3 separate regions of the Mus musculus genome follow, and all the other regions are linked to region 3. The links are chromatin contacts, called in public HiChIP or PLAC-seq and promoter capture Hi-C maps. All regions are on one chromosome and are shown on one strand. Each heading gives the region's core, a stretch centred on a gene start, on an enhancer-like site or on the middle of the called end of the contact. The rest is flanking DNA. Distances are from core to core; before and after follow the strand shown.

Evidence for each region. Promoter capture Hi-C pulls out the DNA fragments that hold promoters and counts their contacts. HiChIP or PLAC-seq counts read pairs in DNA pulled down with a chosen protein or histone mark.
Region 1: a promoter capture Hi-C map of embryonic stem cells shows a contact between it and region 3, with 12 read pairs. The contact joins the promoter of Itga5 here to the promoter of Hoxc8 in region 3. A contact is called at or near these places in 7 of 39 promoter capture datasets (cranial neural crest, embryonic stem cells, frontonasal cranial neural crest and 3 more), 6 of 115 datasets of contacts at active chromatin or transcription factors (acute myeloid leukemia, embryonic limb bud, embryonic stem cells and 2 more) and 1 of 9 other capture datasets (pancreatic islet).
Region 2: an H3K4me3 HiChIP or PLAC-seq map of neural tube shows a contact between it and region 3, with 4 times the contacts expected there. The contact joins the promoter of Zfp385a here to the promoter of Hoxc8 in region 3. A contact is called at or near these places in 17 of 39 promoter capture datasets (the C10 cell line, the HPC-7 cell line, HPC-7-derived erythroid cells and 11 more), 1 of 15 datasets of contacts at CTCF or cohesin (large pre-B cells), 18 of 484 Hi-C or Micro-C datasets (the 3T3-L1 cell line, the AML12 cell line, ECoMG myeloid progenitors and 11 more), 10 of 115 datasets of contacts at active chromatin or transcription factors (craniofacial prominence, embryonic basal ganglia, embryonic forebrain and 7 more) and 3 of 9 other capture datasets (adipose tissue, embryonic stem cells and pancreatic islet).

Annotation. Positions count from the first base shown.
Region 1 is chr15:103,364,757-103,368,263 of GRCm38.p6, reverse strand. Itga5 (integrin alpha 5 (fibronectin receptor alpha)) reads left to right here and starts at 1,473. Exons shown (of 30, transcript NM_010577.4): 1 at 1,473-1,964. The coding sequence starts at 1,738.
Region 2 is chr15:103,338,200-103,342,134 of GRCm38.p6, reverse strand. Zfp385a (zinc finger protein 385A) reads left to right here and starts at 2,049. Exons shown (of 8, transcript NM_013866.2): 1 at 2,049-2,088. The coding sequence starts at 2,079.
Region 3 is chr15:102,988,354-102,991,892 of GRCm38.p6, reverse strand. It overlaps Hoxc8 (homeobox C8), which reads right to left and starts at 1,354. Exons shown (of 2, transcript NM_010466.2): 1 at 678-1,354. The coding sequence starts at 1,113.

The DNA of each region.
Region 1 (3,507 bases), core at 224-2,723, 380 kb before region 3:
CACCAAGGCTCCTGGGAGGATCTGAGTCACACACCTCCCTAGCTGTATACCTCCCCCCTTCCTCCCCAGCTCCTAAATCCTGGGAAAAAAATCTAAAAGTCTGGGCTGAGAAAGGAGAGGGCTGGATTCACACATGTGGGACCCAAGCCTCACATGAATGTCTATAAACAGTAAATAAAAGTCCATTCTCCTCTTCACCTGGGTTCCCCCCCTGGCCAATCACACCAGAGGTTGACTTTGGGTACTGCTTGCCTCAGATCCTGACCCACAGATTCCTTATGTTTCCCACCTGACGAAGGGTCAGGACCTGCAGATGTGAAAGTGGAATGGAGCCAGGGTTAGGCTGTAGTCTGTTCAGCTGGCCTCTCTCTGGGGCTGCAATTGGCCCTGGAGATCTGCTTTTGAAGATCTAGCTGGGTGACTGAGGACAGAAAGCAGAGTAAGAGTAACAGATGAGAGGAAGCATGCAGCAGGAAAAAAAAAAAAATGACTCTGGGATTTTTATTCAGCATCCCCTCAGGCCACAACGGGTCAAAAGAGAAGGGCAAGAAGAGGGCAGGATTTTACTCTGTGGGCCTTATTCTGAAAGGGGAGAAGTCCTGGAGGAAAAAGGCTGAGAAGGGAGTAGAAAGCAAAGGGGATTAGGGGAGACTGTAGGCCTCTCTCCCCTCCCCCCAGACTAAGATAAAGACCAGAATCCTGAAAGGTGATCTCATCACACACAGCCTGAGCTAGGGGCTAACAAGGTACCTTCACTTACTACCACCCCTTCCTCTACTTACACAAATAATGCAAGTGTCTTGGGTTTCAGATGGCCAACAGAAGCTGAAAGTTGGTTCCCTTTGAAGACTCCCCACCACCACCATCACAACTGCTACCCATCACTTATCTTTCTGGGGCTTATCCAGGAAATCAGGCAATCTGATGAAGGAACTGAATTGAGAGGTTGGCCACTTGGTCAGGTATCAAATCCAAGAAAGGGCCAGAACAGAGACTTCCAAACCCAACGTTAGCAAATAAAGCCCAATGCTCCTGTGTCAGAGACCCCAAAAGTCCTATGCTTTCCACTCTATCAGCTTGGGGAGGGGCAGCCGCGGAATTCCCGAGGCCAACGAAGCTACCCCAGGAGGCTGTCTGGGGAGCGTTCAGTGACTGGGCTGCAGAGTCCCAATCTAGCTGGCCAGAACCCAGGCACCCAGTGGCCCCGGAAGGCAAGGGGAATCCCTGTTGGCCGGACGCCAGAGGAGTCCCCTGTCTCTCGACCCCAAAGTTTTTTTCCTGAAGAAATGAGGGAGACACACACACACAATATTCAGGCTCCCTCCGCCCCCCAGAGGTGATTCCTTTCCTCATTAGGAAATTTTCTGCTCCCTTTTCCGACTACTTTTCCGAGCGTTTACGTTGTACATCTGGAAAGGAGGGGGAGGGAGGAGGGGGAAGCGGAGAGGAGGGCGAAGAACCCAAGCCCGCCCAGTCTGAGCCAGGCCAGACCACCGGCCTCCAGCTGGGGCCGGAGCCAGGGTTCAGAGGTGCGGCCCCCCACGCCCCTTCGGGTGCGGGGCGCGGCCTCGGCGTCCCCGGGACCCAGGAATGCCCCCCCGCCAGCCGGCCCGGCGGCCGGGGGGAGGGCCCAGCCGGGAGTTTGGCAAACTCCTCCCCGCGTTGAGTCATTCGCCTCTGGGAGGTTTAGGAAGCGGCTCCGGGTCGGTGGCCCCAGGACAGGGAAGAGCGGGCACTATGGGGAGCTGGACGCCACGGTCGCCTCGATCTCCTCTCCACGCGGTGCTGCTGCGCTGGGGGCCCCGACGCCTACCGCCGCTGCTGCCTCTGCTGCTGCTACTGTGGCCGCCACCACTCCAGGTTGGGGGCTTCAACCTAGACGCGGAGGCCCCGGCGGTGCTCTCCGGGCCCCCCGGCTCCCTTTTTGGCTTCTCCGTGGAGTTTTACCGGCCGGGAAGGGACGGGTGAGTGGCGAGGTTGGCGGCGGGAAGCGGGCAGGGGGCCACCTGGAAACTGGGGGCGCGCCGAGGACTGGAAGCGACCAGGACTTGAGTTGGAGGGCGGAGTTTGGAAAGACCAAGACTTGAGTTGGGGGCCCAAGCTAGAATTGGGGGCCCGCGCTGCAGCAGGGAGGGACCGTGGCCGACGTGGAGTGTGAGATCGGTGTCGAAACTTGTGTGGCATGAGGAGAGGACCCGAATCTAGAAGCTGGAGAAGTACAGGCAGGGTCTAAGGGCCAACCGGGAGGAGAGGGCGCAGAAAGCTTAGGGTCTCTGGCGATCTGTGGGCTGCGGGAGACCTGTGGCGGGTGGGAGTCGAGGGGGGTGCGGAGGCCGGGCAGGGCCTTAGGAGGCAGTGGAAGAACCTCGAGATCCTCGGTGGGGCTATTGAGAGGGTTGGAGCTGGGTAAGCGTGTGCCGTAAGAGGAAAGACAGACTGAGAGGGTCGGAAGGTTATGTGGGGGCCAGTCTCATCCTCCCCTCCCCCATCAACTCAGACTCGGGAAAGACCCGGGAGGAAGACGAAGGCTCCCTCCCCTTTCTCCTCATTCTCCTGAATTGCCTCCCACCCCCAGTCTCTTCAGGCGAAGAGATCCAAGAACTTGGGGAGAATCCCAGAACCCTGGCACTGGGGGTACTAGGGCTAGTGGCCGGATCAATCCAGGGCGGTGCACGGATGTGTCGGGAGGGGTGTGAGTGCGCGCGCCTGAAGGGGGGTGGGCGGTTTCCCTCTTGCTCTAGCTCTTGGGAGGAAGAGAAAAGCTGATTTCCTGTAGCTTGTCGGCTGTAGTAGAACTCAGACTTCTGGGACTAGGGTCGGAAGCTGAGAAAGATATAGGCTCTCTGGGCCCAAGAGCATCAGAACGAAGGTTCCTGAAAATCTCTATGGAGAATCCTTATTTCCGGGTAGTAAGCAGACCTAGACTGGTGCCCAGAGGCTTGGGAAAATTAGAGGCCACATTGAAACAAACGTGTTTGTTTAAATAAGGAGAGGAGGTCTGGAAGTAAGAGAAAAGTGACGGTCCCAACTGCTGGGCTAAGGGACCCCAGATGCCATATTCCTGAACCCCTTTGATGACAGCAGTAGGTGTTTCTCCACCTACTAGCTCTGAGCCTCTCTCTGCCCATGGCAGCACCTACACCGACCCTGGGATCTTAGGGCTTGATTGGACCTTTGTCAGAAGTCATCTGATTTTAGCTGTTATTTAATTAGGGGGCTGGGGGTGGGATTAACTCTAGCTAATTTGGTTGGGGAAGGGACAGTTTTTTTAACTTTATCTGAGGGACTTAGGGATGGAAAAACAGAAAGATAACTAGGCCACAGCCGTTGAATTTGAGCTTTTCAAGGTCCCCACCCAACCCCCACCCCGCACCCTGGCCTCTTGCCCAAACCTCATTTCATCACCCTGTCCCGGAGCCTCTGCCAGGGTCCCCCAAATTTCTTACCACAACCCTAATGGAGCAGAGAGGATGGAGGGGGTATAGGGTCTTTTCCCCCATCAGGGTG
Region 2 (3,935 bases), core at 800-3,299, 350 kb before region 3:
CATCCCTGAGCTTACTTCTTGGATTCTTCTATGTCTGTCGTCTCTGAACTGAGCTGCCTCTCCTCAACCACCCTACCTGCCCTGCAGATAGGATGTGTCTCCCACTCCGAGGCCTGAGCAACCCAGAGGAGAATGGAGTCTGTCTGTGGAGATCAGCCGCCCGAACCTTCTCCTTGCTTGCCTGAGTTGGTGGAAATGGAAGAGAGAAGTGAAGAAGTAAACGGAAGCAGAGCGACTGGAGATGTCAGAGGGGGAAGGGGCTCAGGAGAGGCAGCTGGCAAGCGGGAAGATGATCTGGGGGTCTCAAGTTTCTTGACATCAATTAGGGCAGCCGGCCTGGACTCATTAGTAGCCTGGGGTGCAGGGGCTCATCAATAATGAATCTGCCCCACACAATGCTCCCCCAACCCCCCAGCTGCCTGCAAGGTCACCGCACCCTCTAGCCAGCTGCCTCCCATAGTAAGCTAAGCAATCCCTCATCTGAGTTCCACCTAACTCGGGAGACCCTGGAAAGACAGTGTGGGCAGGTGGGCCTGAAGGGCAAGGAGGGGGCTCTCGAATCAGCCAAGCCCAGTGCTGGCCCTCGTTTTAGTATGTCTCCTCCCCAGGGGAGAAACCTGGAAAAGGAGAGGAGGGGCTAAACCTAGGAAGCAGGCTTTCTGTTATAGAAGTGCAGGAGGATTCCAGCAAGTTAGATTCAAAGCGAGAAGATGGCCTCTCGTGGACCCAGAGATCCCACATCTTTCCTCAAAGCAGGATCACAGGACTCAAAGACTAGGGTGCCGGCACCCATCTTTCACCTAGCCTTGAGCTGGAGTATCTTGGCAATTGCAAACAGCTTTTCACAGATGGAAGGCAGACATTGCTGAGGCTCACAGTAGGAACAAATCTAAAATTCCTGCACCTGAGTTAGCAATCAAGCCCCAACTTCCCGCCAGAAGCTGGAAATGCCCTCCTTTCCTCAAAGTTTCTGAATCCAATCCTATCACTCATGACCCCGCTTTTCACTCTTGCCTCCACCCTCCCTAAACCATGAGTGTTCCAATTCCCAGTCTCACCCCCTCTCCCTCTGGCTGGGTTGGCCTAAAGCTGGCTGCTTGGCCTTCTGGGAACTCTGCCTGCTGCCCTCCCTCTTGTGGCAGGTACAGACAGGTTCAGGCTGTAGCAGCTGCATCTTCCCTAGATACCTATCCGACTCTCACACTCCAGCTTCCTCCTGTTTGCCTTAGGAACATCCCATTCTCAAACGTCTCCCCAGCCTTCTTACACCCCTGCCACCTGAATCAAAGCTCTTCTTGGTAAGGTGTCCTGCATTTAACCCCGGGATAAATGCCCCTCCTCCCCAGCTCAGTCCAGGACATCTCTATAAGGTTGAACCTCGCTGATTCTGACCTTCTGTCATCTTCTAAATAGCCTAGCAATCACCACTGCAAGCTTCTAATTTCTGCCTCCTCAGGACCACTGAATGCAATCTGTTCACTTAGCTTCCCCTAAGAACACTGTCAGATAAACCTCGAATCCATCTTCAGAACCACGACTCACCTCTGATAGTCAGTCTCGACATCCTGCTCCGAAGCGGAACAAAGTAGGACCCAGGCATCCTCCCTGCACCTCCAGGGCCCACCCAGCCCATTGCTCTAGAGGGGCATCACTATCCCACTCAACCCGGGCTCTGTTCCTCCCCAGATCACTTAGGATCCTGTCCCTCTATCAGCTGAGAATGAGTCTTCCCGCCCTCAGACTGAGCCACTCAGGAACCCAGGCATTTTAGTTCCCAGCCTCCTCAATAACCTCACACCATCTTGTTCCCCAGCCCCAGCTAAAGCGACATCCTAAAACCCAGAGATTGGGGGCGGTAACTGAAAGGCTGGAGGAAGCGGGAGGCTGCCAGGACGCCCCCTCGCGGAGCCCGGGGTGCCAGGGTGCCCCCTCCGGTCTTCACCTGCTGTGGGCCCCGCCCCCGCTCCGCCTCGGCCCGCCCCTGCTCCTCCCCGACTCCTCCCCCCTGTACCCCGAGTCCGACCAGAACGGCCCCCGGGACAGAACGACGCGGAACCCCGGGAGCCAGGGTCCCCAGCATGATCCTCGGTGAGTGGTCTCCACGACTCTGGGATCCGGGTCCCTGGTTCCTTCTCACTGGGTCACCAACCCCCACCCTCCCTCACCTCGGCACCGCGGTGACTGCGGCCGCCGGTCTGCCACTCATTCCCCCTCCCCCCTCATCTGGCTGCACATCTGGGGTCCCCTCTTCCTCTCTTCCCCTAGCTGCGGTTTCTCCTGGTAACATAGGGAGGGGCAAAAGGAAGGCCGAGAGAGCGAGACCCCCGCCCCATAATGAGAACATTGCGTATTCATGAGGCTCATGAATATTATAAGACAGTGCAGGAGAGACTGTGGGAGGGGGCTGGTCCTGGCCTGGTAGAGTTGGAGTAAAGGTTCTGACCCGTCACCTCCAGCGCCTTCCCCCACCCTTGGCTTAGCCACTCCGACAGCCTTCTGGGCCCAGGATAAGAGGGAAAGGAGGAAGTGGGGGGCGGAGGAAGAAGATGCTGGGTGTAGCTTCGAGGTGAGTGTGGTGGGAGGTGGGAACCTGACGGGTGAAGATAAGGGGGCTGGGTAGAAGAGCGGGTGGGAAACTGTCCATCCCGGGCTCTTGCGGCTTAGATCCTGTCTCCGCAGCCATCCTGCCCCGACACGCCGGGACCTGCCCCTCTCTCCCTGCGCCGGCTGCCTGGGCCCTTCTTCTTCTCCTCCTTCTTCCCTTCCACCCCAGCCGTGGGTCGGGGGCTACAGGAGACCAAGGAGAGAAGGAAAGTCAGAGTGGGGGGAAGGGAAGTCCCGCTGGGCTCTGACAGCCAGCCCGTTCAGCCTTGGCCACCCCATCTTCATGACCTACATCGGGAAGGGAGCCCCAGGGATGGGGGAGGAGAGGGCCTAGCTGTACTCCGGACTCCGCAGCAGCCCCTGCCCTCAACCCTGCTGCCACAGCAGTGCAGGGCCTGCTCTGACCTCTGACCTCCACCCTGGCTAGGCCGGTTCCAGGGCCCTGTTTATTGTGAAGCCCCCTACCACTCTCAGACACCTGTGGTCTCCCTGCCCCCACTGAGGACACCTGGCTCTGTGCTTATGCTGAACTATATCCCGTGTCCTCATCCCTCTCCCAAGACTCTCTGCCTGTGTTCTCTTCTTTCCAGTGACTGTGTATCTTTCCTAGCCCATTTCTCCACTCTTGCGTCCTTCCTCCATCTAGCTGTTGTGTGGTCTCAGCCTCTCTCACGACTTTTATGCCTTGCTTCCCTCCAGCTGGCCAACCATCATAGCTATTTAAATCCCTCTGCCCCAAGGCTGTCTCTAGTAGGTGGTCTGCCTTCTAATTCCGGGAGACACCTCAACACAGTTTAGACTCAGGACCCTAACACACAGGCTCCACATTCTGCCTACCGTTGTGTTCCTGTACTCTAGCTGTATCCTGGGCCAGCTGTAGCGGCTATAGCCTGCTTGCCCAGAGTAGGCCAGGCTAAGCCTTGTTTGCCCTGGTCTGGAGGCCACTTTAAACTAGGTATCAGGCCTGGAAGACCCCTGCCAACACCCAGCCACAAGAAGACTGAATCCAAACTCTCTGACATTGGACCCTGCCACCAACTGGCCCCAGCCATCTCTTTGGAGGACATGATAATTAACTCCCTCCTTTTGCCAAGTCCACAGGGGGTGGGAATCTAGTGGTGCCCCCATTCAGCTTAGCTTTCCTCTCATCCCCTTAAATCCCAACGAGGGAGGAAACTGCCTGCCAGTGCTCAAGACTCACCTTTAGAATCATACTGAGGTGTTCGGGTCTGAATGCTAAGGTCACTGAGTCCTCTACAAGGCAGCCCTAGAGGAACCCTGAGATGGCTGTGCCCAGCTCAGCTGTATGTGGTGTCTCATGCCTATCATCA
Region 3 (3,539 bases), core at 105-2,604:
GATCTCAGAGGCCCCTACTTGGTATGACCCCTCTCTCCTTTTGAGCAATCATTTTCCTCTTCTCGGGCTTTCAGTCTTCTCTTCAATTGGAGGAAGTACAGAAAAGTTGGGGTAGTGGCCTTCAGGCTGCTTCTCTGAGGGGAAGAAGTGACAATCCTAGAGAGGCAGAATGCTTGTCCTTGGGAGAGGGGAGGTCTTGCCCCTCTCCCTGACTAGGGGGAGATAGCAAAGGGTCTCCTTTTCACCCAACAGTCTGGTCACTGTCTTGGGATGGCTGGCGTTGGGAAATGTCTTTGGGAAAACTGGCTACCAACCCCAAAGACTGATAACCTCAGTTTACTTAGGGTGTCCTTGCCAGCCATCTCCCCAACTTTGGCTTTACAGATGGGAAGAAGGAGAGACAGAAGGAATAGAGAAAACGATTTTTAACCCTTTGCACCCACAAGTCACCTTTCCCCCACCTTCACCCCAACAAGCACAATGTCTCAGGCACCCCACGCTCCACCCCCAGCCAAGCCTTTCAATCTCCCAGGAACCCACCCAGGCACGGGAGTGGAGTGGGAGAGACCCCCAAAGCCAGGAAGGAAAGCGAGCTAGGGCAGACAAAAAGGAGGCGAGGGAGGGGGGAAGACCCCGGAGCGCGGGAGACCAAGGGGGAAAGAGAAAAGGCTTCTCACCGTGGGGTCTCATCCATGGAAACATGAGGCTGGGAGACGAGTTCTGATTTAAGTGGCCTTGTCCTTCGCTACTGTTAGTGTTGGCGGAGGATTTACAGTCGGGATATTGCACCACGCTCGCCTCTTGCTGAGCCCCATAAAGGGACTGTCTGGGGAGCGCCTCGTAGCCATAGAATTTGGAGGCGTCTCCGTGGCAGCTCAGCGAGCATGGGTTCTGCTGGTAGCCCGAGTTGGAGATGCCGGAGGTGCCGTGGTGGAAGAAGTCTTGGACGTGGTGCGAGGCGTGCTGGAAACCGGGCGCGGAGCCGCCGGGCCCGTACACCAGCGCATGGCTTCTGCCCACGCTCTGAGGGAACCGGCAGTCGTAATAGGCCGGTTCCAGGGACTCGCCGCCTTTGTATTTGGAAAACAGGGGGTTGACGAAGTAGGAGCTCATGCTGGGTACATGAAAACCCGCGGCCCCCTCCCCTTGGATCACGCTCCCCCGCCGGGTATCCCCGAAACTCCCCTCCCCCCGGGACCGAACCCCAAGCTGGCCGGCTCCCCCGGGCTGGACTGCTGGGCTGGGGGCTGGGCAGGTGGGGGCGCGGTGCCGGCTGCGGGCTCGGGCGGCTGCAGCTCTCTGCTCACTGTCGGTAGGTAGAGCGCGCGCTCTCACTTAGCTCTTTCCTCTAACAGCCCAGGCGAATTCCTCAGACTCCCGGCGGTGGCGGCGCTTACACGCGATTCGCGTTCATCAATCCACGACATGAAGACAGGCGAGCGAGCGAGCGAGCGAGCGAGCAAGAGAGAGAGAGAGAGAGAGAGAGAGAGAGAGAGAGAGGGAGAGGGAGAGGGAGAGAGAGAGAGAGAGAGAGAGAGAGAGAGAGAGAGAGAGACTGGGGGAGAGGGGGTTCAGGGCTGGGGGGGGGGACCTGGAGGAGAGGGAGGGAGGAGAGGCGAGGAATGGGGGTGTGGTGTGTGTAGGGGGTGGTGAGCCAGCCCTAGCTAATGGACAAGGCCAGCTTTTCCAAGGTGTGCACTCTAGTTTGAAGGTGTTCCCCCTTTTCTTTCCTTTTTGAGAGATACCTGAGCCATCAGGTCAACTCAGGTTACCTCAACAGGTAGAGGACCCCCAGGAGGTGAGAGTTAGTAAGTCAGGGCTGAGCCTGCAATCCAAAAGATGAGTTCTCTGAGGTTCCTTAAGTCTGAGGACTCTGAGAAGCCCAGCATGGTGATCATGTACCCCAAACCCTTCAGCCTGCACAATCTCCAGCCTCTGGTCTCTCTTCAAGGTCTGGAGCTGCTCTGTCATTTTTATATCCTGGGGACTCTTGTCTCTTGACTGCTCTTGGGGGGCACTCTATATGCCTCAGCATGACCTATAGAAAGCAACCTCTCCAAGGAGTAGGGAACCCCAATAGGCTTGGCTGGGAGAACCTGAGAGCAAAGCTGTTTATGGGGACTCAAAGGAATAGTTTGTGTGCCCAGGTTTCTGTCTAGCCCAACTCAAGAGATTTCATTTTTGGAGATTACAGCTGGACTGAAGGGTGCAAAAGAGTAGACCTCTTACTGGTTCTCATAAACCACCATCCCTTAGGAAATGCCAGCTCAACCTAGAGGGGCCCTCAGGATTCCCTGCACACACAAGCCCTTCTCCAGGCAGGCTGCCCAGGCCAGGATGTGGAAGGGAACTGTCAACAGACACTCTTTAAATATTTACCCACACTTTCTGGGCGGGGGCAGCATCCCCATGCCCAAGACTGGACAAATTCAAGTTAATTCTAATGGAAAAAAAATAACCAACACCCTTCTCTGGCCATGGTGTTTGCAGTTATGTGGGCTTAATTCAGAGAGAAAAGAGAAGAAAGCATAAGAACAATGTGTGCGTGTGGGCTATTGTGCTCATGAAGATGAATAAGAATGATTTTTCCCCCTGTCTTCTTCCTCTACAGTATGTGAGGCCACCTTGGAGCACACTCCAAACACACACACACACACACACACACACACACACACACACACACACTGTATGTACTGTATGTATGTATGTATGTCTCTTTATCCCGGGATAAAGAGACACACCAAGTGCTAGTTCATTTTACACTACCCATACTCATTTCTGGAAGTGGCCACTCTGACTTACAGACCTGTACATACATATGCACACCAGGCACATTCACATAGTGCTTGATAAACATATACATTTGTAGGTTTTTGTATCAAGAAAAAAAATCCATCTGATCTGCCCACACCCCACATCCTGAGGTTTGCAGGTTAGGCAAGGAAGGACTTGGTTAGAAAACCAGATCTTTTCCTTTCCTTCTGCCCATATGAGACAACTCTGGGCTGGCTCTAGTCATCAAAGAAAGAATGGCAGGGCAAAATAGGATAAAAAGAGCAACTCTCCCCTGTCCTTCTTTTATTTAATTAATTATTGGGGAAATGGATACTCTTAGCCAGATTCCTAAAGGTGATTCATTGGTGTCTAGGCAAGAGACCCTATTAGAATCTTTTGCATTTAGGGAACTCACCACTAATGAACTTAGGAACTGCCCAAACTCTTGGACACAGAACTTGAGCTCTGAAGCAGCAGAAGAGAAGGGTCCAGAAGTGCAGTAGGCTTCAGGTCTCACTAGAGTCCAGAACATTGGGGGGGGGCACCCCAGAGCATCTCCTCCCCTCTCCCCCCCCAACCGCCCTCCCCTCACCGCCAGAGCCTGCTGCATCTTTGACTCCAGCCTTGATCTGAGAGATCTGAGAGACTGCTCAGTACAGAACTGAACAAGGTGGATTCTGGGTTCCTAGCATCTGACACGGAGGACTGTCATAAATACTTTCTCTTTTCTGACTGGAAAGAGGAGCCTCAGAGGGTCCAGATCC